Linked DNA regions of Mus musculus: region 1 is linked to region 2. The links are chromatin contacts, called in public Hi-C maps. All regions are on one chromosome and are shown on one strand. The core of a region is the stretch at or near the end of the contact, and the rest is flanking DNA. Distances in the headings are between cores, read along the strand shown. Region 1 holds the start of Hltf (helicase-like transcription factor). Region 2 holds the start of Cp (ceruloplasmin).

Evidence for each region. Hi-C and Micro-C count contacts between places; a contact is called where the count stands out from the background.
Region 1: a Hi-C map of uterus shows a contact between it and region 2. The contact joins the promoter of Hltf here to the promoter of Cp in region 2. A contact is called at or near these places in 6 of 39 promoter capture datasets (the 3T3-L1 cell line, 3T3-L1-derived adipocytes, cranial neural crest and 2 more), 1 of 484 Hi-C or Micro-C datasets (uterus), 1 of 115 datasets of contacts at active chromatin or transcription factors (microglia) and 1 of 9 other capture datasets (adipose tissue).

Annotation. Positions count from the first base shown.
Region 1 is chr3:20,054,938-20,059,691 of GRCm38.p6, reverse strand. Hltf (helicase-like transcription factor) reads right to left here and starts at 1,881. Exons shown (of 25, transcript NM_009210.3): 1 at 1,685-1,881; 2 at 586-793. The coding sequence starts at 1,704.
Region 2 is chr3:19,954,975-19,959,312 of GRCm38.p6, reverse strand. Cp (ceruloplasmin) reads right to left here and starts at 2,064. Exons shown (of 19, transcript NM_001374677.1): 1 at 1,884-2,064. The coding sequence starts at 2,029.

The DNA.
Region 1 (4,754 bases), core at 632-3,131, 100 kb before region 2:
AAGAAAAGAAAAGAAAAGAAAAGAAAAGAAAAGAAGAGAAGAGAAAGCAAGCAAAAATAGAAAATACTTGCTAACCATTGAATCTTATTCTCATTTTGTTAGAAACTTTCTCATAATAAATTAAATATCATTAGAATTATATTACTAAATAACAAAGATGCCCTTAATAAAGATTATTGTTCAAAGAAAATTATATATATATATATATATATTCTCAATCTGTCCATTTTCTTTCTCTCACACACATTTTCACATACATTCATTTCAGAGAACAGGAATACATAAGAAAGAACAAGGACTGTTTTTACTACAAAAATGAATAACCTAATGCAAAACATGATGGATTTGAAGTCATTTCTTAAATTTACCACGTTCCTCAGTAATCACAAGGACCAAATGTGTGGGCAAAAGTGCTTTATAAACTATAAGCATAGGAGAAAAGTAAGAAGTTAATCAGTTAGTCAAGGTATTTATGACTAGCCTTTCATTCAAAGTAAAACATTCATTGTATACATCACCTTTTACTATAACTTACTGTTAAAACCATAAACATACCATAATTTTATTATCTAATCTTTTACTTACAACTCCTGTGTAATAGCGTAGTCCAACAACTTGTCCTCTCATAGTTCCAAATAAAACCAAATCTTGCTCTTCATCACTCGTTAGGAAGTCATCTGGAGGAATAATGTCTTGGAATTCAAAATGTGGCAAGAAAGTTGAGTATGAAAGTCTTGGAATATTTTCGTGTGATCCATACTGGACAGACTGCGAATACTTCCAAACAGGACCCCTGTTTTAAAACAAAACAAAAAACCAAAAACAAAACAGGACTTGTTTTTCTTTTTTTGGTTTTTCGAGACAGAGTTTCTCTGTATAGCCCTGGCTGTCCTGGTCCCCTAACCCCTTCCCCTCTTCTCTTTCCTTTTCTGAAACTGGGTTTCTCTGTGTAGCCTTGGCTGTCCTACTCGCTCAGTAGACCAGGCTGGCCTCAAACTCAGAGATCCACCTGCCTCTCCCTCCCAGGTACTTGGCTACCACTGCCCGCTATGAAAATAACTTTAAATTTTAACATAAATGCATCCACAGCATCCTCTGCTTTAACTCCTTTGGAACAGAACACATTTTAAATCGAGCATCTAAATTGTGACACTATAGAGAACTGACCTTGAAGCCCCATTATTTTAAAGGATAGGGATAATTGTTGCAAAAATGGGCATGAAAACCACAGTAGATGATGAAAAGAGGTGTTTGCTGGAAGCCTCCTAGAAGATGTAGTTCTCCTAAAAACACACGGGGCTATCAAGTCGCGAGTTTCCCTCTCAGCTCCTCTGCAAATATGCTTTAGTGCGCTTTTGCATAGTGCCGGGAAATACAAGTTGGAAGCTGTTACCATAACAATGCCTAGCGAACAGTGGGATAACATTGGTGAATAAATCACCCCCCGCTTCCACCCCCCCCGCCACCCCCCCCCCCCCCCCCCGCCAAGCCCTTGACGCAGATTCTCCGAGGTCGCAGCCACTCTGGTCAGCCGCGACAATGCATTGGTGCCTCCAGGAGCAACACCGGCAAGCGACCCGCAGAAGGGATGCAAACTGCACCTATAAAGCGCCCGGGCGCGCACCTTCACTAGAATAGAGCGCAGAGCAATTGGCCTCACGCCCAGCCCCCCTCAGCCCTTCACCTCGTGAACGTATAGGACATGGCGCGGGGCGGGGTGACTTCGGGATGCCCTGGGCTCCCCAGATCTTCCCAGACAGCCTGATAAAGCTCCTCAAGGCGTCGTGGCCCAGGCGCCGGAATCCAAATCAGAACCGCCAGGCCGCGTCCGCCCGGTGAGACGTGTCCACACCACTCCTTCCTGCAACAGTCTGAGAAACCGGTGACGTTCTGCGATCGGCACCGCCAGGGCCCAATCCAAAGGAAGAGTCTACGAAGACCAACCAATCACAATACAAGAGGGTGGGGAGCTCCGCCCAGTGCTGCGATTCAAAGGCAGTGCGGCGCGTCCGGGTTCTACCTGGTTCTTCCGCAGTCCGAGACGCCTTGCACGGTAAAACATCGAGGCTTCTTGAGTGAGCCACAGGGCTCAAGGTTCTGACGGACTAGGGGGAAAGAGGTCTTCTAGCCACTGCCCTAACTCCTCAAGGATGTCCCCATAGGTCAGACGCTCCCTATCTGATGGAATGCCTAACAGGGCCTACTCCAGTAGGAGCCCTGGGTGGGATACCTGCATTTCCTCTGCTGAGCCCTGACTCTATTTATTCTTAGCGACCTCCGTGTATGCGAGACCCTGAGTTCTGGAAATCTGAATGAGAACTTACGAATTTCCTTCTCCCATCTCGCTTTTATTGTGTTTAAAGAAATTTTTTTCCCTTGGTAGAAGAAAGCCATAAAGTAATACAACCTTATAGCTCTTGCTGAAAAAGGCAGACTGGTCCAACATTAGTTGTAAGGTCCGAGGTGGTGGCTGGGGCTACGTGTGTTTTCTTAGGAAAATGAAGGAGGCACTATAAAGAAACTTTTTTTTTCTCTCTTTTTTTTTTTAATTAGGTATTTACTCGTTTACATTTCCAATGCTATCCCAAAAGTCCCCCATACCCACCCACTCCCCCTTTTTGGCCCTGGCGTTCCCCTGTACTGGGGCATATAAAGTTTATATGTTTATACTTTATAATCTAAAGGGACATTTCACTTTGGAGTTTTGTATGCAACAGTATCAGGCAAGGTAAAGGTAATTCCAGCATCTTGAAAGACCATAAAACTACTTTTGATGAAGCAGCCATTAACTGCTGCATCTTCTGCTGCACCAACAGTAGGAAGCTAAAGGTATTGCCCAGCCAAACATAATAGGGTGTGCTGTAAACCATCGGAATGTCTAGATGTGTTTGTAAACATTTTAAACACTGGAAGTCATCCTTCCTAGAGTGGTCCATTTTATGCTTCCATCAGCAGAGGATGAAAGGTGGTCAGTAAGATGTTTTAAGAGGCACATGTTCATTGTCTTAAATATTGATGATCTGTGAACTAAAAGTAAAATGTGACCATTTGAGGATTGTCTGCTGGAATGGCACCCTAGGGAATGCTATGATAAAAAGAAAGGAGAGAGAGAGAAGCAAAAACAAGAAAACTAACTTTAACAGTATTAAGAGACAATTTATGCTGGAGGCAAATATCAGTCATTGGCCTGGGAACACAGAATTAGGCCACCCCAAGTGCTATGTTTCAATTGAAGCCATTTCATGAAGCTTTTATACTAACAGGACAAAGAAAGTCATAAATCAAGATACTTTCCAAATATATTTGGTGTGACCATTAGGTAGGTGGGAAAGAGTATTACAGGGAACCTTTATTAGAGACCTAAGATACTGACATTATCCTTAGCTGTTTAGTTTGCTGAGTGGTAGCACTGTATGTACATTCCAAATGATTTACCCTGTGGTCACAGAAACATGTTAAGTGCAGAGGAGGACAATAAGTAGCAATTAAGAAGGCTAGAGATGGCCTAAGAAAATTTGGCTCTGGGTTTGCAGCATTTGAAATGCTGCACAATCATTGTAGCTCAGTTAATCAGCCTTACAGAAGATTCATTTGATGGCGCATCATCTTCCCTGGGATTTTTGTGCATGTTAAACAGGCACTCTTCCTCTGAGTTACATCTCTAGCCCTCACTGAGAATCTGAAGAATGAAATATTTCATTCCCCCAACAGGAAACTTACTGCAGATAATGTTTCGTTTGCTTCGGATATTTTACTTTCTTCATGGTATATTATGATACAAATGCAAAGTTGGGTTTTGGGTTTTTGTTTGTTTTTTTTTTTTTCCAGTATTAGGTATTGAATCTTAGGGCCTGTCCAACCTGGGAAAGCTCTCTATCCACAGCCTTTATTTTATTTGAAACTTTGTGACAAGGACTCAGAAAGTTACCCAGGCTGGGGATTCTGAGGGCAACTTTGATCCTGAAGCAGAAGCCTCAGCCTCCACAGTAACTGGTAACATTTTATGTGTAAAATTAAGAAAGCTATGCTCATTGGACTAAATAATAAAATTCCTTATAACATGGTTCTTTAACAGCATTTTTTTTTCTGCTGAGAGCAAAAACCTAAACCCCAACATCAAAGACAAACCATTGTCCTCTGACAAGGACTGGACTCAGTCGGCCCCTCAACCCGCAGGAGAATCAGGGTCCTGGTATTCAGGTGGGCAAGAAGTCGGCGGGATGACAAACATCACACACAGAGAGAGTGCTGTATCTGAATGTAATTTCTCAAAGTGAGCATCAGACTTATAAAACAGAAGAAAATAAGGAAATTAGGTGACACATCAGCCAAAATACATTGAGGTTACTGGATGCTTAATGACTCTTTACACAAAAAGAAGAACGCATACATAAAGATTAGCAGGATCTAGGCAATGTAACAACTGAGACACAGTCAGCTCTCTCTAAGGTCAGCCATATTCTTAGAAACCAGGTGTGAGGTCTTTACACTCCTGGGGCAAGGGCTTTCAGCCTCAAGTCATGGTTCTAATTAGGGAGTTCCACTCTAGCTAACCTTCTCATGAATAGTGCAATACTCTAAAACCACAGCCTGATCTACTTCCTAAACCATTGTAAATTACTGTATATGGGAGTGACTTGGCTTTTATTCTAAGTGATAGTGTGGGGGACTTTCTATTAATAAGTAATGTAGTCTGCAATACATAACTATAATAAGAATTCTAAACTTACTTTGCTAAGCTTGCCCTGAGATTT
Region 2 (4,338 bases), core at 815-3,314:
CCACTTATACTAGGCTCTTTCCTGATGTATTCTTCAACTTGTTTATTTCTCCTCTGCTTTGTCCATTACACGAGGAAGAGAATGACCCATGTCTGGTGCCATTTCATCATGCCTCATGTACTGATTCAAACATACCACAGATTTAGGACAAAGGACATAGATAAAAGTTGCCACCACACTCCTCTGGTAAAGTTCAGCCCAACATGGGCAAAGCCACTGAAGGTGCAGCCATTGTTTATGTAAATGGGGAGAGAAAAGATACAGATTCTAAGATGCTGGAGAAGCCACAGGAGACTGTAGAACAATAATTAAAAAGAAAGCTGAATGCAACTGAAAAACTGAATGCCATGTTTTCCTTCTGTGCACCCTTGAGTGTCCCTATTAAGTACTAACAGGGTAAGCAAGCTTATACTCCACGCCATTAGAATATTTACAACAAAGAAATCCCTCCCTGAAGTTCTTATCAACCCTCTTCATTCTAATACTTCGTCGTACTTAGAGTTTACCACATTGGAACATGGCCAGTATGTTGCAGTTTATACTCAGTGGACTGACTTGATTTTTTGTTTTTATTTTATACAATAGCAGGGGTGGGTGGAGCAATGAGTAGTACAGCTTTCTACACAACTAGGTACCACTGAGGTACATACTCAGTCCAGTACCTTTTTTAACAACATACTTAGCTCACATTGTACTTAGTCATGGAAACAATGAACCACACATAATTAGGCTTCTCCAAAGAAACTATAAGAATAAGACCAACTCTTGGGAAGAAAATACAACCTCAAAACCATGTTTACAAAATCATAAGTTCTACTTCTCTTTGTAATCAGTTATCAAATTCAAAACTTTTTCTTACTGATTATTACTAGGTTAATAAAGTAACAACCTGATATTATTAGTAGTACTGCACATTTCTTACCATGAAAAATTTAACCACATATAAAAGTAAACAAAATAGCATGTACCCATCAATGATTCAGTGCTTACATAATTTGGCTCAATAGAGCAGTTTTTATGGAGAGAGTCTTAGCAGCTGCTGTTCATTTCACTCATTTGAGTTCTTTTGTCATTCTAATACAGTTGCTAATATACTAAATATTTGCTTTGAATGCCAAGTTTCCATTTGTTGGTAAATGTTTAGATACTATTAATAGTGATGACCTCAGCTTAGAGAAACTTCAAGGAGACCCTACTATTCAGTAAAAGAATGCTGCATATATAAAGCAACTAAAGCACAAAGACATTTAAGTTACATGATATTTTATCAGGACCTCATAATAAGAACATAACATTTCTTGCACTTGTTATGTGGGGAGCACTGTGCTATAAGAGCTTTGCCTGCAATTTTAAAACAGCCCTGTGCTTTATAACTGGGCTGTCTCATTTTATAGATAAGGACTCAGAAACTGTGAGAGATTAGTATGACTCCTTTACTGTCCTGAATCACACAGAAAGTAGTAGGCAGAATCTTCTTTCTTTAAGTAGTATTTTATTTCTATATTTGATATTTTCAAGGATTAAAAGTACTGTACTTTCACCCTTAGGAACAAGTAATGGTATGCTTGCATTTTATCCAGTAATTGTTTGAAAGTAAACAACTTCTGCATCCAGAGACAGAACACATTTGGGAGATAAAGGCGAGAGAAACCACAACCATAGGAGAGAGTAAGAAACCAGTATAGCTCCCTCAGACCAAGAAAGAAGAGACAAGACAGCTTCACAATAACAAATATTAGGGACATAAAGGAAATCAATAAAAGCATTGATTTTTTCAAGTCAACATTTTACATTTTCTATGTTTACGTTACTTTCCTTGTTGGCTTCATTTTCTTTAAGGTAACATGAATTTGGCCCATAAAGAACAAAAAATAGTGACTTACGTGTCAACTGAAATAAGTTTCTTTTCTTCAGTGCCAGAAGCATAGTCCCAGACTGCTTCAGTAATTCCAATGAAATAATGCTTATCTCTTGCCAAGGCTAAGGAACTATACAAAAATATAAATGTGCTAAGCAGCAAAAACTTCATTTTTCTCCCTCTCGGAGCCCACGATGCAATAAAGTGAAACCAGAAGCAAGCAATTTTATAAATAGGGCTTCATTTGCTTGGCTGACACAATTTAATGTTGCAAAAGAGTAACTAATTTCTTTAAAGCAAATAGCATTTTCCAACTCAGATTGGTTCTGGTAAACCACGAAGGGGAAAAACCAAAACAAACACAGTTCCCTGTGGCCAGGCTTCTCTAACTACAAAGGAATGTCATCTGTTTGTGTTGGACATGCACAGCATGCGCAATTCTGCATCTTCTTCCATTCATCGTGTAAATTCCAGGAGGGCAGAGACCATCTCTAAATGCTCCCTTTGTTCTTCTAGCAATCCCAGGCACTACACCTCACCCAGAGCCAGTTTTTAATAAGCCAAGGAAAAATGAATCAAATATGTCATTGTTAATGATTTTTAGAAAACTAACAAAAACTTACTTGTAATTTTGAAGATATGAAACATATTTAGCACATCGTAAAAGTAGCCAATAAAAATTTCATTTAAAAAAATTTTTTTGTACTGTGTGTTATAGAGACTTTATCAGTTGACATGGATTGCTATGTAGAAATTAATAGAAGAACATACCAGGAAATGATAATTTTGTTTGAATGATAGAAGTCAGTCACAAGGGCTGGTGAGATGGCTTAGCGGATAAGAGCACTGACTGCTCTTCTGAAGGTCCTGAGTTCAAATCCCAGCAACCACATGGTGGCTCACAACCACCTGTAATGAGATCTGACACCCTCTTATGGTGTGTCTGAAGTCAGCTACAGTGAACTTATGTATAATAATAAATAAATCTTTAAAAAAAAAAAAGAAGTCAGTCACAAACCAAATAAGCTATGCATAATGGGGAAACTGGCACATGACAATCTGTTGAATCTAGGATTTTAGTACCCGTCTGTACAATGAAGTAATACTCAGAGAGAGAGAGAGAGAGAGAGAGAGAGAGAGAGAGAGAGAGAGAGAGAATGGGCAAAGAAGGAAGAGGAGGAGAGAAAGGAAAAGAGATAGGAAAGAGAGAGGAAAAGAAAAAAATCAACCACAATTAAGCCTGTTTTCAAAGGCAAAGAATGATTTTACTCAACTGGAAAAAGAGCTTTGTTTATTAACCTAGAATTTCTCTCTGTAACATGTATGAGAGCTTTAAGGTAAAAGATTTTTGGTTAGAACTCTGTCTTCACTTGTGGCATGTATCTAAATGTATAATTTTTTTTTCCTAAAGTGAAATGCAATCCTGATGATAGCAGTTACTATTTTGTGTTAATAAAGCGATTGTTGTTATTGTTGTTTTCTTGTAGGATACTGTATAGCACTAAATGCTATTTGCTGAAATAGACTGGTATCAGAACAGGTACTCTTATTTAACAAATATTGAATGAGTTCCATGGTGCGTGCAGTTCTGTCCTCAGTGGGCAGATAGCAGTGGATATAACTCCATGGAGCATGCATGCCGTTATATACAACATGAAAACTTATTAACACATGAAAAATGAGGAACACAATGTCAGTCATAGATGCTAGAAAAAAAATGTCAGGATAAAGTTAAAATCTGATGCTGTCAAAATTCTTACCCTTAGCTTCAGTTTCCTCATTTGTAAAGGTCAGCCTTGAAGGAAATTATCCAGATCAATTGAAATGACCTTGCAAGCTACTAACAACAGTGTGTGTGTGTGTGTGTGTGTGTGTGTGTGTGTGTGTGTGTGTGTGTGTGTTTTAATGGGATTGAATACAGAGATTTAGGCATCCTTATGTTTAACAGGCAAGTGCTCTAGTACTGAGCTACTGGGCTATCCTTGCTACTGATAATCTTGACCACTTGACTTTATACAGAAAAGGGAATTATAGGAGGCGAGGTGCCCAAGCCTCTTTCTGGAACTTTCCTGAACAACTCTTCCTTCACATCCACAGGGAGGACAGGAGTATGTCTGAAATTTTGTCCAAACTTCATTGGTCAAGCTCCATGTTTTGTAAGAAACTTCTTCCCAAACGGCTCTTTCCCCTAAGACAGGCAATTAGAAGGCATCTTCTAGCAGTTCATTCTCTAGAGGGAGGGATGTGCCTCTAACTAACAAGAAGCCACTATTGATCTTACTTCTCTACATGTTTAAATTTACTGTGGGTTTAAGGAGGCCAGAGCAGCCATCTCCATAGTGCCTACTTCCCAAAATATTCTGCCAACTAGTAAATAAATGGGATCATATAGGCTCCAGATGAATCCTATACTAATAGGACCCTTCACAGTGACGGTGGAACTAAATGATTAAACACGAACCCTAATTGGTGCCAGTGAA